Regions from separate parts of the Gossypium hirsutum genome. Here all the other regions are linked to region 1. A link is a contact called in public Hi-C data. All regions are on one chromosome and are shown on one strand. The core of a region is the stretch at or near the end of the contact, and the rest is flanking DNA. Distances in the headings are between cores, read along the strand shown.

Region 1 (5,146 bases), core at 1,209-3,708:
TGGGAACAATCTCCTCTAAGGTATTTGAAAGCATCCTGAAAATGTAAATTAGAATAAACTTAAGAAACACCAAAAAAGCATAGGTACCAAAATATGTTAGAGAAAAGTACTAATTTTATCTTCTAAAGCCTGGTTCAGTTAGGTATCAAATAGATCCATAAAAGGAAATATATAATTACAGCTGTACTTAATAAGTGCCAATACATAAGAAACCATGAAACATATAAGGTGCTTGCAAAACAGTGGAATAAAGAGAAATAATAGCTCATGCTGCTGGTAGAATTATTTGCTATTAAGAAGCATTAGCTGAAAGTTATTGTTATTAACAGATACGGCCCATTACCACTCGAAATGGTGTCCCAGGAATGCAACACCATGAAGGAATGTCTTTTAGTTTTCCATTTTTAACATTATTTTTCTGCACAGGTCTTCGACCAGAACTTGATTGTCCTTTGTCAGACCTATCCTGTCCTCTTGTTGGAGTGCAAACTTTCTTCCTATCAGAAACGTAGCCAGGAAAATAATCTGTAATTAACTTGTTTACAGCTGGTTTAGTAGTTTCATCGTCTGCAACATTAGAAAGCTCGGTTTGCATCTTTCTTTTGTTGCTTTTGGCTGATCCTTTTTCATGTCTGGGATGATCCATATGTGGCTCAGCTGCACGTAAGCCTTCTTTTCTGAGTTCACTAAGAGCATGCACAATCTTCTTCCTAGGGCCAAGTGCAGTAACACCTATGCTGAACAAATCCTGCAAAAAGAAGAAAAACGAGGAGAAGGGAGCTTCATCCAGTGAAACAAGCTCTGGCATGTGAAACTTATATGAAATAATAGGAAAAAGAAACATCTATGAAACAACAGCCAACACTACAACAGTACGACAATCTGGGACCTACAAGAAAGATGGCTTCATATTATTCAGAAATAATTAACTAGCTTCCGTGATTTTAGCACAGTACGAAATTTCTAGTCATAAATTTCATATTTTAGCAACTTCTCATGCTTATCGCAAATAGTTTTGTAACAATAATCTCTTTGTTAAATTACCACAATGATAATTTCCGATCCACAAAAATTCTGGTGATATCCACATTCCTAAACCATTTCCTATTCCCGGGTGATGGCATATTGGACCCTATGCCTGTTCTTAATTTTTCTATTATATGCTTATGCAGATATCAAACTTGAAAAGCTAAGTAAGAGGAGAATAATGAAAGTTTTCCAGAGCCGTAAAACATATGGAAGTACTATACTCAATACGAGTATCCAAGAGACAGTCTAAGCAGCATACCTCTTCGGTCAACCACTTTAGAGTGTCCCAATCAACCTCTTCTCGGACAAAAGCTGCGGCATATTTTGCTAAACCAAGACCACTTAACCAATTAACAACAGGGGAGACATCAACAACTTGTCGAGGAGACGAAAGGGGACCATCTACAACCTCAGGAAAGCTATGAAGCTCACTGTCAACACTAGAATGAACAACAACCTACGAATAATCACATGTACAACAGGAAGCCAATTACCACAAAGAAGAGCAAATAAGCATTACTATACCATAGGAAGATGAATATTGAACTTACTCTTGGAGGCGGATTCTCCACCTTGTCGAGACAACCATTGGTGTGAACTAGCCGCTGCTCTTCATTCAAATTCGTAATATCAACCCCACAAAGCGGACACGGAACTGAACCTTTGTCTTCACCATTTCTTTCATTTTCAACTCCATTGTCTTCTTCTTCTTCTCGAGACACTTCTTCTTCTTTTTCTTCCACCTCATCGCATAGCTTAAGTAACTCATCAAGCTCCTCATCTTCCTCGCAAACTTCACGGAATCCCTCGCTTAATTCTGATATCGGCCTTATCAATCTCCACTCTACTGAATTACACATATAACCTTTAGTCAATTCCAATGACTCCATTTTCTTCTCGTCACATTTTCCAGTATCAGATTCCTTATTTTGAGCAGAGGTTGAATCAAAACTAGAATCGATGCTGGAAGGTATTAAATCCAAGCCGCAAATATCGTGAAGATCGGGGAGATCATCGGATCGAGTTGCTGGAATGGCGGAAACGACGGCGTTTTCTTTCCCAGGGTTAGCGGAGTGCTTGCGTTTCTTGAAAGGAGGGTGGGGAGTGTTGGAAGGTTTAAGGGGGGTTTTGTGTGAGGTAGGTTTTAGGGAAGCTGAAAGGGTTTGAGTTGGGGGAATTTGAAAATCGTCGTCGTCGTCGTCGCCGGCAGCGGCGTAGATAAGCTGGGATGCAGTGGATCTTGAGAGCATTGCTCTATGTTGGGGAGAGGACTCAGCGGAGCGTGGCCGAAACGGTAGAGACTGGATTTGAGGAACTCGGGAAGGTTAGGATTTGAATTATTTTCACGGGGCACATTGGAGGGAAAACGGGGCATTCCCTTAAAGGAAAGAACCAAACAAAAATAAGATGGCTACTGCTAAGTCACCGTACCTACCCCATTCAACGTTTTAACTAAAATTTTAAAATATTAGGGGCATGTTTGGTTACAATCCAATTTTGTGGGCCTACCAGAAACCATAGTTTGGTTCAATAGAATGCCTATTACGGGCCTATTCTATTATGTGTTTAAGCATGGAATAGGAGGCATTCTTATTCCGTTTCATCACCACTAAATACGCAATTAATATAAGTCCCGTTTCCATTTTATCCTCCGATTTTCTCACCTCAAAAAGCTCTTACTCAACCTGATCTCAATCCTTACCTCCTTTGCTTCCTTTGTCTCCTACCAGTAGCAATCCTCCCTCAGATAAACCTTTATCTTTTTTGTTATTCCTTTCAATTTCCTCTGCCTCTTTTAGTAACCCTAACAAGACTAGTTCAAAGTCTTGAAAATGGAAATGGCAAATCTATGTTTTACCAAAAGGGTTATCTCCGTCTCCATCTAAATCTCTAATATGCCAAAGATTTTCCCAGATTTGCAATTGATTCATCTGCCTGTAATTATTTTTTCTCCCATTTTGATTTCCTTTTTTTTTCTATTTTTTTCGTTAAATTAGTAGAAATAATAGGTTTCTTTTCAGTAATGGTAAACCATCTAAATTAAATACATTAAATTCTCAAGATCTTATCTTGTTATTATACGAAATCAATTTAGTATATCCTATATAATTTTGAAGATTGATGCTGGTTTTATATTGTTGAACTTTAATGGTGTTATATGGGGCCAAATATAATTGGGAGTGGGGAATGGGAAGTAACGCTTTCGGACAGTTTCTCATAACTAATGTACCCATGTTTGCAGTGGAAACAAATCTACCGTTGTGACAAATACAACTGTAGAGATTAAAGTTCCTGAGAATGTTATTGACTTTGTTTATGGGGAGAATGGTCGCAATCTAGCTCGCTTAAGAGAGGTAACATTTTTTCTTAACTCTTTCTAATTGTTTTATTGGCATTTTTCCAAAAAGATGTCTGGTATAGTATTTAGTTGGTTCGAGTGGTTCTGCTTCTACTTCTATAGAGAGTTATACAATCACCGCCTAAACAACTCAACTGTTTATAGAACTTAATAAAGAACTTAGACAATACTATCTGAGAGAAAATCAAACACCATGAATTTGAGACTAAAAACATGAATTTGATAGAACTTGAAGCTATTGCCTATTTAACTGCTTTTCTTCTTTTATTTTTCAAGCAGTGTACTCTAGTCTAGCCATCTATGCAAGCCTTGCTCTTTAATGACAATAATTTAGTTCTAATCATTTACAAAATGCTCTGTGGTGAATGGCTTATGGATTTCACTGTTTTCTATCATATCTTTCTTCTATTGTCTAGTTTTGAGTTTCTTTTATTACCAGTAATAATAATTTATATTTACTATGATTAGTTGTCTTAGTGATGAGAGTCATGAGCCTCTTATGTTGTTATTTTCACCCTATAGGCTTCATTTTAAGCTGGACTCTTGCTACCATATGGCTCTTAGTGAGCTTGAACCCAGCCTTACAATTCACAAAGTACAATTCAAATTAACCTTCAATAAAAATTTTGGTATTAATTAAGTATGTGTGATACGTAAACTCACTTTCTTGGATTGTTCTCTTAGATATTTTGTTGTAAAACTCTTTAGTTAAAAATAAACTTCTACTCTATATCCTCAATAAAAATTTGGCTAAAGTACATTTAAAATAAGTTGAAAATATCAAGAGTACATGTTTTTGATCAAGTTATATGATCAATTCTTCCGAAATATTTATTAAAGATAAAATAAGCCGAAAATATCAAGAGTACATGTTTTTTAGAAATGATAGGAAACTTCAGTAATTACTATCTGAATGCCAAGCTTAAGAATCTTGCAATGGTTGTTGGGCATTCAGTTTATACAAGCAGTAGTTGTAAGAAAGTTGATAAGGGGGATTCTTGGTTTTTGAAGCCGGAAAATGGATTATGTAATATTGCTTCTTGAATTCGACTATGATCAATGTATGTAATGTGTATATATATAATAGGATTTATTAGTAAATTGGCCCTTGAACTATACTCCAACTCTCATATTAGTTTTTTAAACTAAACTACCAATTTTGTCTCATTTTACCCCCAAAGTGTATGGTATCCAATAAAGAATATGCTGCTTGTCATGTTCTTATTGACTGATATCAAGGGCCAATTTACTAATAAAGCCTATATATGATTAAAGGAAACTTTTTGCTTCTTAATGCTTCTTAATTGTTTGATTAATCCCTATTTAAATGGTTGTTATGCTTATGAGAGTTACTCTTCTTTAGCATCGTGTTTCCAACGGTGTCTCAATTTTAGTTTATACATGTATATTTTGATAATATATTATTACTATTAACAGCAAGGGTTGTTGTTGTTTAATACCATTGTTGTTCGCTTTTTGACCATGTAACCTTACGAAACTTACATTTCTAGTGTGATATACCTTAAACCATTTCCTAAATTGTATTTTTTTCCATGTTTTATCATTGTTGCGTGTTTGCACTACTTGTTTGAGTCATTTTAGTTTAGCCATATGCTAGATGAGTATGCTTTAATTGTTCAACCTTATGTAATGTTATGTGTTCATTTTTAGTTTTATTGGTTTTGTGTTTTCCATTCATTTTTATGATAAACGGTGAAGAGTTGAAGGAGTAGTGAGAGTAGTAACAATTTAGAATTT
Region 2 (4,829 bases), core at 664-3,163, 290 kb after region 1:
TTTACCGGTGTAACATTTTGAAATAGAAAAAAAAATACTTACTTAGTAGCTACGTAACGAAAATGAATGATGTTGAATTGAGTATGAATTTAATAGAATAATTTTAACAATATTAATAATAAAGCTTACAATTAAAAATCTGAAAAGTGAAGGGGTTAAATTCAAAATGTATGAAGAGTACTTGAAGCATATTTTAATATATTATGAAGGAAAACTCATAATTGGCATTAGCACATAGTGTGACCCAAACATGAGCACACAAGGTCACATGGTCTTAGCCTTTGCCAATACTACTAAATCCTCATTGGCATAAAATAACTTTTATTTGTTTCTTTTAAGGTTTTTTTACCGAAATAATATAAAATAATTAAATAAATATTGAAATGGGTTACAGGCAGTAATATTTACGAATCTAGGCAGAAACTACCATAAAAAACTTGTGTCGCTTGACCAATTGACTGCACCTCTCTCCCCAGCCACCGGTCACATCAGGTTTTAAAAAAATATAATTTTTTATGGGTGCCACTTGGTCAATTGGCGGCACTGAACTAAAATATGATGACCTAAAATATTTAGGGACCTAATATGTAAATTTACCATTTTGATTGAAAAGCTTTAAGGATGTCACCTGACAGGTTGGCGGCACCAAACTTCAAAAGGGTAAATTGCTTAATAACCTCTTCTTATTTATTTTCTTTTACTTTCCTTCAACACCAAAAACAGATAGGCTTATTACCAATTAGTCCAAAAAGTTTTTTCTATTAAAAAGTTTTTTTTTGTAAAAAAGCCGATTTCAATTGGAAATAAATTTCATTTATTTTTCGAAAAGTATTTTTTTTAAATTATTTTATTCTAGTTCGAATAATTTTTCGAAAAATAATTTTACAAAAAAATTATTTGAACAAAAAAATTATGTTTTAAAAAATAAATAAAATATATTTCTAGTTGGAATCAACTTTTTACAAAAATACTTTTTAGTAAAAAAATATTTTGGACTAACCGATAAGAGGCTTTTCTATTTTTTGTGTTGAAGGAAAATAAAAAGAAATAATAAGCAAGAAGGGTTTATGATGAAATTTATCCTATTTGAAGTTTGGTGTTAGTGGCACCTTTAAAGATTTTCAATCAAAATGAAAAATTTACATATCAGGCCCCTAAATATTTTAGGTCATTGCATTTCAGTTCGGTGCCTTTGATTGACCAGCACCCATAAAAAATATTAATTTTTTAAAAATTTGATGTGACCGGTGACTGGAGAGAGGGCTGCCGCTGATAGGTCAGACTGCACTGATTTTTAACTGTAGCTCATACCTAGATTAATAAATATTACTGCCTTTATCCCATTTCAATATTTATTTAATTATTTTATATTACTTAAGTAAAAAAAAACCCTTACTTTTAAAGAGTTTACAAATATAATACAAATATAAATCACAAGTAATATATGTTGGATGAATTAGAACTAAAACAAAATCAAAACAAAGCAGAGACAAGCTAAAAATTAAAATATATTGATACCTAAATTACAATAAAATTGTAGAAACGTATACATAATAAAATTTAAACCCAAAATAAAATATTAAAACAAAAACCTACATATAACATTTACCCCCACTTAAAACCTTTAATATTGCGTTATCTAACATTACTAAAACGAAATAATATCTAAAAATGAAATCTATGCATAGTTGGTGAACTTTATTTGTTTAAATAATATCTAAAAAAGAAAAGGGTTAATTGCAATACTAGAAACATTAGAGTTGGAACCCTCACTAGTTAATTAATTGAGTGGGAAATTGTTACAATATAAAGTGGGGGCCAAACCGTCACCGTCACCAAAAAGTTCAAAATAAAGAAATAAAATTTTTATTAATTTTCCACTTTTGTCCTTCCCATAGCTTTGAATCACTGTGACTTCGTTTTCTTCACCTTTTGCCTATTTTTTTCCCCTTAACACAGCATATTCCTTTCTCTCTCCCATCAAATAAAAACCTCCTTGAAAAACTAACGAAAGAAATTTTTTTTTTTGGAAAAAATAACCCTAATTTCCGTCTCCCTAATCTGAATCTCTTGATCTCCACATGCAATTTTCTTTCCTTGTGATTTAAGGTGCGTTCTTCAGGTATCATTTTCTTTGCATTTTCGGTTTTCTTTTTTATGAAATTTTTGATCCAAAAGAAAAAAAAAAGAAGTTTGTTAAATTTTGCAGTTTTCAACTTTTTTTTTCTTTTCACCTATTTTTCTCGAAAATTTTGTTGATGTTTCCTGTAAAGAATTTATTTAGAATTATTTACCTTTTATTTTATTTTTTGGTTGCATTTGATGAATTTCTTGTTAGCATTGCTTCTGGTGATTACCTTCCTTATTTTACGGCTATATTTTTTTTTGCTCATTTTCTAGGAACAAAGATTACTTCTATTAATTATAAAAAGGAAAAATATTACCTTTCATTGTACTGAATGTTAAATGAATTGATTTATTCATTTTTATTCAAAAATACATTGTTGGTTCCTTTGGCTTCTCAATTATTTATGCTTAGGTTTTGTACGTTTTTACTATTATTATTATTCTTCTCATCAAAGGGTAATTCTATTTACTAAATGCTTCCTTGTTCTTAATGGATCATAATTGAATTCTAATTGGATCATCATTTTCTTTCTCTGAAGGTCCTTTTTTCTCTAAGGGTGGTAAACTTTACCACCCAATTTGCTCAGTTCAGAAAAAAAAAGGAAAAAAAAGGTTAAGATTTCTGGATTGGGCATATAGCTGAAGTCCAAAGTATGCGGAATACTTGGTTGTTTTTCATGGATTTAGATGGAGGAGGGTCTCCATATATTTTTCCCTTGGAGCCCTTTGTTTCTTATGGTTTTGGAGCTCACTTGTTTTCGCAGTTTAGTTCGTTTCTTGACAGCTCTTTGTACCATTCTAAACATTTGTATGTACCTGGTAGTCTCACATTTCGAGAAGCTTTTAGTTGTATGTCGAAGTTTACAGGGGCTATACTGTTTTGGTTCTCTAGTATGTCAACTTCGAAGTTGAGTAGGGATATATCATCTGGTAATCAATGTGGTTTGGAATCTAGGAGTTGTGAATCTTCAGCTCTGGTTAAGCACCTATTTTCTTGTAAGAATAATCTTGCTGGATGTCGGTTTGCCTCTGATTCAAGAGGCCTATTTGGCACCCCTCTTGTTTTTGGTAAAATTTCGAGTTTTGCAATGAGAAGCTTCTTTGGAGAAGCAGAAGCACTCCGACACATTCCTTTGCTATCATTAGCTGCAGCTTTGATACCACCATTAGACAACTTGTAAGGTTTTTTATCTCACAAATTACATTGTCTTTGACCTTTCTTTGTTGTGTTTGTCTGTTCACATGGTTTTCTTTGATTGAGCTGTTTGATTTAATGTGATCAGATCTTCAAAGGTACTAGCTGTTCCACTTGATAACACTGAACTTCAAATGCAAGAACTCATGGATCGAAGGCCTTGTGAAGTCGGTCAAGGATGTGGCAGTCTATCTTTTCTAGATTTGAACCGAAGACGACTTGCTATTGAACCCAGAACTGGCATTGAGTTCCCAACTATATTGGATAACATGTTAGATACACAGAATAATTCTAGTTTAGCTTCCGAGGTAAAACATTGTGGACATTGCTGCTGCTAGTCTGACATTCCGTAACCCACTCTGTATCAATCATCTGTGATATGCTTTTTTTTTTCTGTTTCTCTTGCATCAGTTAAGCAGCCTATTTATATTTTAATATATTCACAATGTAGGTTTATGTGCTCTCTGGAAACTTATTTCTTTTTTAAAATGCTCTTAGCCATTTGCTTTCCATGGTTGCTTAGATGCATTATGGACACCTTTGTTGAAAATTTAAACCAACCAATTTTAAAGTTTCCATAGGTTGGCCATGGAATTTGAATCACAAAACATCATTAGGTCAAGCTTGAATAGTCACACTGGGGACTTGCATCACTTTAACATGATCTGGTCATTCTTTACATGTTGGCGGTTCTTGTTTCTTTTTACAATAACTTAGACCATGTCTCTATGCTTTTAGGTGCTTGTTGGTACTGGATCAAGAACCATGAAGATCATCAAAATTAAGTCTCTGAAGGTGTATGCATTTGGTTTTTGTAAGTGCTTGTGGATTTTGCTTCATTCCTCCTACCTTGTGTTATTAATGACGTGCTTTTCCTAGTGCTTCAACTACTTATTCTTGATTTTCCTTTCCCCTTATAGATATTCATCCATACTCTGTTTGCAAGAAATTGGGTGCAAAGTATGCCTCTATTCCAGTGGATGAACTGAACAAACACAATGACTTTTATCAGGATCTTCTTAGGTACTTAAGAATTTCCATGCTCAAGACAGTTTGTTTAGAAGTTTAACTGCTCCAAAATGCCAATCAAGGCTCTATTGAGGACTTGGAACATTCATAAACTGTGTGTTCAACTTCAAAGCCATGAGTTGGCATGGATTTCAAGCTCAGTCTTGTTTTCTTGTTCCCTTTTTGTCTATGCAGACTGAAGTCTTTTCTTTGCCTATTTTCTTATGGTGCTTTTTCTATATGTGTGTAGCGAGGATATTGGTATGACTGTAAGGCTAGTTGTTAACTGCAATGGGATGAAAGTCAATACAGTAAGAGAGTAAGTTCTTTTTCTCCATTTCTTTCACCTTTGAAGATTTTGTCAACTTAATACTCATAATTGCATGCCACTCACTTGGAAACTGCTTTATGCGAGAACAATAGATTGATTAGGTTCAAGGCTCTTGTGGTAAGACATACAAGTGTCTATCATTAATTTTCAGTTTGATGAGTGACTTAA
Region 3 (4,604 bases), core at 244-2,743, 430 kb after region 1:
CTTTAACTTGGTTGTTAATATAGGAAGATGTTCTAGCTATATTGCATAAAAAAATATAATCAGAATCTATAATAAAATTATTTAAAAATAAAAAAAATATTAAATTTATAATAATTAAGTATAAATGTTATGCATAGATAATTTTTTAAATATTTAATATTTAAGTTTGAGTTTGTATAAATATTCTACAATTTTTTTCTAATTTAGTTTCGAATAAATTTTGATTATAATTTAGTTGTATTTTATATTAAGTTTATATTTATTTTAATGGATGGGATGTATATTATTAGTGATTGTATTCTTAGACTTCTTCAATAATAATAGTTAAAATAATAATAATACAAATTGACATAATGATAAATTTAGTTTTAATGTTTATAATATTTGTCAATTTGGTTCTTCTTATTATTTTAGCTTAATTTGTCGTTAACAATGTTAAAAATAGTTAAATTATATTTTTAACAAAAATACTAATTAAAATGTCAAATTTTTAACGATGTTAGCGTGATGGCCCACATGATAGTTTATGTGTACTTGACAGTCCAACAAATAATTTAAAAACAATAAACATATTCAATTTTTTAAAAATAAATTGTAAAATTTCAAAAAATTAGCATCAAGTACATGTGAATTGCTATACAGGCTTCCATGTTTAAAAATTAAAAATTTAAAGTTTTAATCAAGATTTTTGTTAAAAAAATATTCGACTCTCTTAAAAAGATTGATCATCAAATTCAACTTTTTATACAAGATTGAGGGCCAAATTGTTTTTTAAAAGTGGCAAAAAAATATAAAACTTAAGGGTGAAATTTATCAATTTTCCTTAAAATTCAAAATTTAACTATTTAATCAACTATTTCAATTTAACAATGGAAGTCTAATTGATATGATAGTAAAAAAAAAAATCCCTTAAATTAGATGAGTAAGTACTTTTATATTTCATATTCAAGATTCATTACTATCCATCCTTCTAACAATGTCATCTCTAATGTTCGAACTTAAATTTTTCCTTTAAAAGTGTAATGTGCCTTAGTATTACACCCAACCACTTGTTGATAACTTTAATTACTTTTTTCTAAAATATTATTCATAATTTTCTATTACTAAACATGACATAAGAATTACAATGCTAGTTAAACAAGTTCTAGAAAATTAGAATTTATTAAATAAGAAAAGAGAATGTAAGTAGTGTATTAGAATTTATTAAATAACAAAAGAGAATGTTAAGTAGTGTACAAACACACCACTAACTAGTGTTAAAAACCAAGATTCAAAATAAAGATGTTTACATTTCAAATTGAACATTGGATGCATGGGATTTAAAAAATACACATAATCGCAATCAAAACTGAAAAGACTAAATTTAAAATGTGTGAGAAGTAGAGGGAGTGAAAGCAAAAGTAGAGGGATGCACAAGGGTGGAAGAGGGAAATAATATAATTAATTAATTAGGCTTTTCTTGATGTAGTTTTAAACACGACATCATCATGATTAAGAGGAAATTAAAAAAAAAAAAAAAGGAAAAAGGAAACCCAGCTCCTACATCACTAATATTAACCTAGCAGCTACCTTTTCATCTAAAATAAAAATAAACTCTAAATCTCGATCTTCCCTTCTTTTATAAACTTCCAATTTTATTTTTAGCCCGCTGCACAGAAGAAAAAACGATAAGATTCCCGTTTTTATATGTTAAAATGATATATAAATACAATCTTGTTTAATTTTATTTTCGATCTCTGCAATTACGGCCCTGATTGGAGAAAGATCACAAATCATGTCGAATTTGGGGTAAATTCGGCGTTTGACATTTGGATGTGAAGGGGAAGATAATTGGAGTTAGGGATTAAGGAAAGGTCGGTCAAACGTCCTTAGCCAGGTCTCCTGAGTTTCCCGTTTTCTTGTTGCTTCTTTCGATTTCAAAAGAAGATGCTGTATTTGAAGCAGCCAAGCTCCATTATTTGCAAAGGAGGACCGATTGTGGTTTGGCAAGAATAAGGCAAATTTCCGTATTGAGGTATGGATTTTTCTCTCAACGTAAACCAAAGGTAAATAGCGAGAAAGTTCCATCGTTAGTGCATGCTCTTCTGATAAATTCCCTGAGCCTGGGGCTCGGGGGGGAGATCTGAACCTGAAATTGAAAAATAACAACGGTGAGGAAAAAGAAGCTTACCATGGAATCCTCCGCTGCAAAATATTGCTGCGATAACATTGACAATCATGAGAGCTCCTCCCAATCTCAAACTTCTACATGTATGCAGAAATTCAGACTCTACGAAACTCGATCGGTAATTTTTTCTTTCATTTCTGTTTTTTAATTTTTTTTATTGTTTATTTGTTTGCTTTGAGCTCATTGTGATATCTTTAATTTTCGTTGTTATCAACTTGATTTTGATGTAATTTTACTTAAGTAGATTTGTTTTGATGTTGAACTTATTTTTATTTTGGTGTTTGTGTACAGAACTTTTATATGATTGGAAGGGATAAGAGTAGAACTTATTGGAGAGTGTTAAAGATAGACCGGCTTGATCCTTCCGAGCTGAACATTCGGGAAGACTCTACCACGTATACAGAGAGTGAATGCTCTGAGTTGTTGAGGCGGATACATGAAGGAAATATATCCACCGGTGGATTGAGATTCGTTACAATTTGTTATGGCATTGTTGGTATGGATGTTGAAATTAGGTTATGGTTTTAGGAGACTATTAATTTTATTCAAATGTTGTTAATCTAATACGTAAAAATTGTTCCATGTTTTAGGGTTTATTAAATTTTTGGGGCCTTATTATATGCTGCTTATTACAAAAAGAAGGCAGATTGGCTCAATTCGCGGTCATAACGTATATGCGGTTTCAAAGACTGAGATGATTCCTGTCCCAAATGCAACTGTTAATTCAAGCATTGTTGACTCTAAGGATGAGAATAGGTCTTCTTCTTTTCTGTTTGCTAATACACTTTGTTTCCATTTTTCAAACAAAGTGCCTTTTCTATTGTGCATTTTGCATTTAGTTTTTAATTCGATATTACTTGTTTTGTCTTTTGTTTAGATACAAGAAGCTCTTATGCACGGTTGATCTGACAAAGGACTTCTTCTTCAGCTATTCATACCATGTCATGCTTAGTCTTCAAAAGAACTTGTGTAATAATGAACCAGGTCAGGTTCTTTATGAGACCATGTTTGTGTGGAATGAGTTCCTAACTCGAGGGATACGCAATCACCTCCAGAATACTTTATGGACAGTTGCATTGGTGTATGGCTTCTTTAAGCAGGTTAAGGACAGTCCTCATTTTAAGTTATCGTTAGCTAATTTTTTATTTCCTGTTGTGCATATTAATGGATTATTAGCTTCATAGTTTGACATTGGGCTACATGAATATAGGCCACACTTTCTGTATCTGGAAGGGACTTCAAACTGACGCTTATTTCAAGACGCTCCCGTCACTATGCTGGTACCAGGTAAGAAAGTTGTCCCCCATTAAGGGGAAAAAGCTTAGTTTTGTTATTGTAGAGCGCTATGAGATGCAATTTAACTTGGTTATCCTTAATACCGTTGTTATTTTCTGTAACATAGTTATGGGTTGAAACTGCTTGTCTGCATGTGCATACAATTATTTTTGTAGGTATCTAAAACGAGGAGTAAATGAAAAAGGCAGAGTAGCTAATGATGTTGAGACAGAGCAGATTGTCTTCGAGGATGTCCCTGATGGGCTTCCTGCGGAAATAACTTCTGTTGTCCAGAACCGAGGCTCAATTCCGCTCTTTTGGTCACAAGAAACCTCACGATTGAATCTTAAACCAGATATCATATGTACGTGCTTGTAATTGTTGGAGTACTTCAGGTGTTACTGCAGGCATTTTCTTTTGTTCAGGAAAAGGAAAACTAACCCTGTTTTCTCTTTTCCCAGTGTCAAAGAAGGACAAAAATTATGAAGCAACCAGACTTCACTTTCAAAATCTTGTCAAAAGATATGGCAACCCTATAATTATTTTAAATTTGATTAAGGTAAGTTTAATTATATCACCCACTATCCCTTTTTGGCTATATGTCATCTTCATACCAGTCTTTTTATTTTGTTTTACTATTACATAACTGCTATGTTTCTTAAAGATAATGCGTGTAGAAAATCTACAATTTTTTTTTTTTGGGGGGGGGGGGGAAGGGGCAGGCTAGTGGAGTAATTTGATGTAGCTCTATGATATCACTGATTTAATGATAAGATTCTGTATGTTACTGTTTTTTTTTATAAGCAGACACAAGAGAAGAAGCCTCGAGAGTCGATTCTTCGTCAAGAGTTTGCAAATGCAATTGATGTTATAAATAAAGATTTGTCAGAGGAGAATCGGTTGAGGTTCCTTCACTGGGATCTACACAAATATTCTCGGAGGTATGCCATAAGCTTGTTATTTGGTCCTTAAACTAACACGCATTTTGCTTTCTTTCCCATTCTCTATATTCCTCTTTGCTCTTTAGCATTGGTTCATTTTTTTTTTAGAGTTTGATTCCTAACCAACAGAAATAAACTTTCATTTGTTCCTTCCAGCAAAGCGACAAATGTTTTGCTACTCTTGGGAAAAGTGGCTGCATATGCATTAATGCTAACAGGTT
Region 4 (4,899 bases), core at 647-3,146, 480 kb before region 1:
TATGACCTTGACCTTGAGCATTAAGAGAGGAAACAACCTTATCATGTTGAGTTTGGAACTGAGAGGGGGATTATGACTTGCTCTCAACTCTTTTATTATTTTATTATTTTGCTAGAGTTGTTATTGGTATTGCTGACATTGTTGTTCATACCTCAACTATTGTCGTGTTTTTTGGTCTCTTAAAGCCCTTGTTTATTCTTGTAGTTCTAGAAATTATTGGGAGTAAGAGCTAGGGTTGGAATTAAGTTTTTATGATGTTTGTTCATTAGATGTTGGCATCGGGCATAAGTTTGGTGAAGGAGGAGCAATGTTGTACCTAGGTTGTGGACGATACTAGCTTTCATGAATGTCATTATAGGGGTTTTAAGGATGTGTTGAGTGAGGATTGTATGTTTGGCCAACAAGCTAGGTAGTAGGATTGGAGGGTACAATGGGTTTTCCAAGGATGGTTCCCTCATGATGAACCATATTGTCCATACTCACCACATCAATTGTCGATGATTATAAAAAGGTAAAAAAAAAGGATGACAGTTCACACAATGGAGAAGTATTGAGAGCCGTTGGAAGAGGATAATAAAAGAGTATATAGCATAGGGTGGATGATTGAAGAAGAAGACCTCTACCAAGACTAAGAATAGGTATTTATAGGCGAAGGTGATCATTCTTTAGCCTTAGATCTAGACACGTGGATTGTGCTAGTGTTGTTGTGGTTGGCTACTTAGGGAGTATAATAGACGTTAATGAGATTGACATAGAGCAGATAAAACCCCACGTGTGTTTCATGCAAAGGAAACTAAACACATATCCTTCACAAGGTGGACCAAAAACATGTAAATGTGTCGAGCGTGGATACATCTACGAGGGACATAGTTGTTTTGCATAAACGATGTTGGGACCAGACGAAGTAAAGGTGACGAGGTATTTATTACAAAAATCATGTGTAAATTCTACACAAATATAAAATAAACATAATATCTATTATTGACAGCAGTAACAATGTCTCTTACTCCATGTTTTATTTTCACTATTATTGGCGCCAGAAAGGGTTGAATAAAAACCACAGAAGCCATATCTTAGACGCTGCTAGCCACCTGCAATTGGAGTAAAAGTATTGATGATGGAGACGATGGTATGGAAAATTCTTGTCTTTTAACTTTCTGAACAACGTCTTCAGAAAGGGTCTAAAAATCTTGTCCATCTCTTTGTTTTTAAACAGCAAAATATTGGAAATTTTCTCCTATTTTTCCAAAATATAAAAAAAGGCTACATTACAACAGTAATGGAGATTCCTTTGTCAGTCATCTCTTGTAGTTGTAGTATTAAGACTTTTGGAAGTGTAGGTTCTTCACAGGCATAGCCTGGTCCCATCGTACTTTCAGACAAGATACCAGAATAACCCTTGCTTTTGCCCTAAAATTCCCTCACATACATATATCACCGGTTAAAATGAAGAAATTACATGCTAAAATATCAATCCAATTTACCCAAGAGAAGAAGAGACCATTTGCTGAATCCTGCCTAGTAATTCAGAAGCTGTCCCCTTTGACATAATGAGGATCAACAGCAACCAAATCCTTCTATGTAATAAAATATATTTAAGCTTCATCATCGCATTTCTGTTTCTTTTGTCTTTTTTTAGACACATGCAAGTAAGATAAAAGCATATGAAACCCCAGTGTATTATTAAGTGGGACTGCGGGATTGATCTTCCCAGGCATGAATGAAATGTAAATGTAGTTGAAAGAGGAGGGCAGTTTAGTAAAGGAAAGTAGTAAGCCTAAAACAAACATGTAAATAAAGGGTAACAAGTGTTGATTGCCAAAACAAGGAAAAATCCAAAACAATTTACAAACCCTAGGTCAGCTTGTATTTATAACACCCCCTTCCTTTGTGAAACTTCAGTCTCCTGCACCTCTCTCTGCATTTCTGTACATTGCCTTTTAGATTTTTTGAGGAAAAAATAACACCCCCATGATCTTTCAAACCACCTTTCTCTTTCTACGGTACTAAGTTGGAAAAAAAATAAAAGTTAGATATGAAGGGTCGATGTTCCAAGCAAGAAGCAAAAGAAGGAATGGAAATTGATAGAATTAGAAACAGTCACAAAGATGAGACTCCTCAGCTGTCTGGTGCTTACATTCGTAGCCTGGTTAAACAACTCACCACTTCCAGAAGTGCCAAAGACCCTGATTGCGTTAATGGCCAAATTTTGAGCAAATTTGGTGAGGGTTTTAGTGCTACACCACAGACACAGAGCCAGGTGGAACCAAACCCACCACCTAAACAACTAAAGAAACAGGTTCGGAGGAGATTTCATACCCGCAGGCCTTACCAACAAAGGATGCTTAACATGGCTGAAGCTAGGAGAGAAATTGTCACTGCACTCAAGTTCCACAGAGCTGCCATGAAACAAGCCAATGAACAGCAACAAGAAGAGCAATCATCACGGTCGCTTCAGCCTTCTCCTTCATTCCCACAACCTTTTGAGCAAGAACCAAAAACAAACAACTTGTCTACCTATAATTTAGACTATATTTCCCATTCCTATAGTTGGCCTCCTTCTTCTCCAAGTCCTTTTACATCCACTGCACACACTTTGAACCTACCAGACCAAACCCTAGGTCTAAACCTTAACTTTCAGGATTTCAACATAGACTCCAACCTTTACCATAACAGTAATAACCCATCAATCTACTCATCTTCATCATCCTCATCTTCCCCAACTCTATCAGTTGTAACTGAAGATGTGCCTTCAGTTGCAGTGTCACATGAAGTGGGGCCTGGGACTATGGCCGATTCAACAGCATCCTACGGTGGGGGAGGCCTGCATCAAGCTATGGACGATGAGGGAATGGCGGAGATGAGATCATTAGGAGAGAAGCATCAAATAGAGTGGAATGACACTGTGAATTTGGTAACATCAGCATGGTGGTTCAAGTTCTTGAAGAGTATGGAAGATGGGAATGAAGTGAAAGGTGAGGATGATGGGTACCACCAACCATTTGATCAAGTCATGGAACTCCCTGCCTGGTTGAATGCAAATGACTGTGGCTTGCAGCACCACCATTTCAATAATCTTTTCCCAGATTCTTACTTCCAGGATTCTGATTCTGCCTTACCTTGGTAAGTACCCAGATTTTCAAAAACATAAAACAAGTGTTTCAGAACGTATAAATTACGATTTTTTCACCATGCTCATTCATACATTGGAAATTTAGAAACTCTCTCAAATTGGATCTAATTGAGGGTCAAAATTTGGTAAAATGCAGTAATTTACCTGATTCTTACCAAGAAAAGAGTCAAATTTGCCTCGTTTTCTGTAAAACATAATAAAGTTGCACCCAATGGATGCCGTGCCTTCATGCTTACAAAAGCTTCTGGCTGTAAGAGCCCAAAAAGGCCCATTAAAGCTTAACGCATGGGCTTTTCTTAAGAAATTGAGTGAAATAGATCAGTCCTTGAGATTTTTTTTAAAATTTTGTTTTATTGATATGTATTGTTGTGATTCACAGCATGAATATTGGAGAAATTGAAGGAATTGATGGGGATTGGCATTGGCTGGCTTAATTCACAAGGATTGTTTACGTTTTTAATTAAGCAATAGCATCTCACCTCCCTTTTGTTTTTTATTTTGATTAAGTCCCTTTCTCCCATACTTTTTTATTTTTATTTTTTCTTTTTACCTCTAGTACTTTTAGAGATATCTCAATGTAAAAAAGAAAAAAAAATTAGAAAAGGTGGCAAGTGGCAAAGCCATTGAAGAAAATAACATAAAATGTCGGTATCAAGTATCAAGAGAGGAGTTTGCTTTTTGCACTAAATTTTCCAACACCAACAATTTTCTTTGTATTTTTCTCATCTTCTCTTCTTCTAGTTTTCCAGCTCACCTGCATGCGATTTCCCTATGGAAAATTATTATTTGGTTATTTATAAATGATATTATATGTAATTTGCGAAAATGGAAGAGATATGTAATTTCGGTTATTGATTAATTTTATACCTATTAATTGCAATAAAATATTAAAGATTACATACAGTAACTTTAATTCACTTGTTTCCTCGGTTTATAGTGAAAATGGCATAAATGTGATGCTTTATTCAAGAGTTAGAATATCGGATTAAGTCCAAATTTTTGCACCAAATTTGAGATTTTTCAACAAAATTATTAAATCTGATATAAAAAAAAATTATTTTAACATGTAAGATTCAAAGTTTGAGTTCAACTCAAGCCTACTCATGTTGCAAGTTTATAATATAATATATTATTTATATAATATAAAATTAATAATACATAAAATTAAATTAATAATAATATATTATAATGTAAATACTAAAAAAATATGCTTAGTTACTTATATTTAAAATTTTAATAAATAAAAAAATATTAAATTATTAAATATTAAATATTAATTAAAATTAATATAAATATTTTTAAAAAATAACAAATAATATAAGTTTACTTAAAATGGACTTGAGTTAGTAATTTACAAATATAAATAAATATAGTAAAATTTTGAGGCCTATATTTCAGATTGTGCTAGGTTTGAGTAAACAGAGAATGTGTTACTATCACACATAAGCTCGGTCAGAACCCAATCTAACCCACAAACACATCTAGTAAAACATAGGCTTATTCAATGGTGCATTTACCCATCCAAGCTCAAATATTTATCTAAAATTTGGGATAGTTTAGATAAAAATAATAAGTTCGGAAAAAGAGTTTGGATAAAAAATCTAAGTTTATTTAGAATATGAGTAAAAATTATGCTATGAAATTCAAAGCCCAAATCCATTTTGGCCCTACCCATTCGAGTTTATGGCATGTTTATTTTTTCTTTTCTTTTATATATTTTGTAATTTATATTATATGAAAATTAAATATATTATAAAGTAAATATT

What was found. A called contact is a pair of places that touch in the nucleus more often than the background predicts.
Region 2: a Hi-C map of leaf shows a contact between it and region 1, with 2.1 times the contacts expected there. The contact joins the promoter of LOC107961628 here to the promoter of LOC107961635 in region 1. A contact is called at or near these places in 4 of 34 Hi-C or Micro-C datasets (all in leaf).
Region 3: a contact with region 1 is called in a Hi-C map of leaf, with 3 times the contacts expected there. The contact joins the promoter of LOC107961624 here to the promoter of LOC107961635 in region 1. A contact is called at or near these places in 4 of 34 Hi-C or Micro-C datasets (callus and leaf).
Region 4: a Hi-C map of leaf shows a contact between it and region 1, with 8 times the contacts expected there. The contact joins the promoter of LOC107963364 here to the promoter of LOC107961635 in region 1. A contact is called at or near these places in 10 of 34 Hi-C or Micro-C datasets (callus, hypocotyl, leaf and 1 more).

The regions. Positions count from the first base shown.
Region 1 is chrA06:23,808,735-23,813,880 of Gossypium_hirsutum_v2.1, reverse strand. LOC107961635 (DNA cross-link repair protein SNM1) reads right to left here and starts at 2,458. Exons shown (of 10, transcript XM_016897692.2): 1 at 1,581-2,458; 2 at 1,289-1,486; 3 at 344-748; 4 at 1-35. The coding sequence starts at 2,279. It overlaps LOC107961634 (a long non-coding RNA gene), which reads left to right and starts at 2,610. Exons shown (of 5, transcript XR_001701330.2): 1 at 2,610-2,966; 2 at 3,272-3,383.
Region 2 is chrA06:23,515,317-23,520,145 of Gossypium_hirsutum_v2.1, reverse strand. LOC107961628 (fatty-acid-binding protein 2) reads left to right here and starts at 1,913. Exons shown (of 11, transcript XM_016897681.2): 1 at 1,913-2,109; 2 at 2,667-3,304; 3 at 3,411-3,630; 4 at 4,061-4,136; 5 at 4,243-4,345; 6 at 4,581-4,649. The coding sequence starts at 2,781.
Region 3 is chrA06:23,373,866-23,378,469 of Gossypium_hirsutum_v2.1, reverse strand. It overlaps LOC107961624 (phosphoinositide phosphatase SAC3), which reads left to right and starts at 1,493. Exons shown (of 16, transcript XM_016897676.2): 1 at 1,493-2,285; 2 at 2,459-2,663; 3 at 2,758-2,923; 4 at 3,045-3,267; 5 at 3,378-3,454; 6 at 3,619-3,806; 7 at 3,904-4,001; 8 at 4,250-4,383; 9 at 4,540-4,604. The coding sequence starts at 2,172.
Region 4 is chrA06:24,284,771-24,289,669 of Gossypium_hirsutum_v2.1, reverse strand. It overlaps LOC107963364, which reads left to right and starts at 1,896. Exons shown (of 2, transcript XM_016899912.2): 1 at 1,896-3,123; 2 at 3,513-3,629. The coding sequence starts at 2,036. The coding sequence ends at 3,567.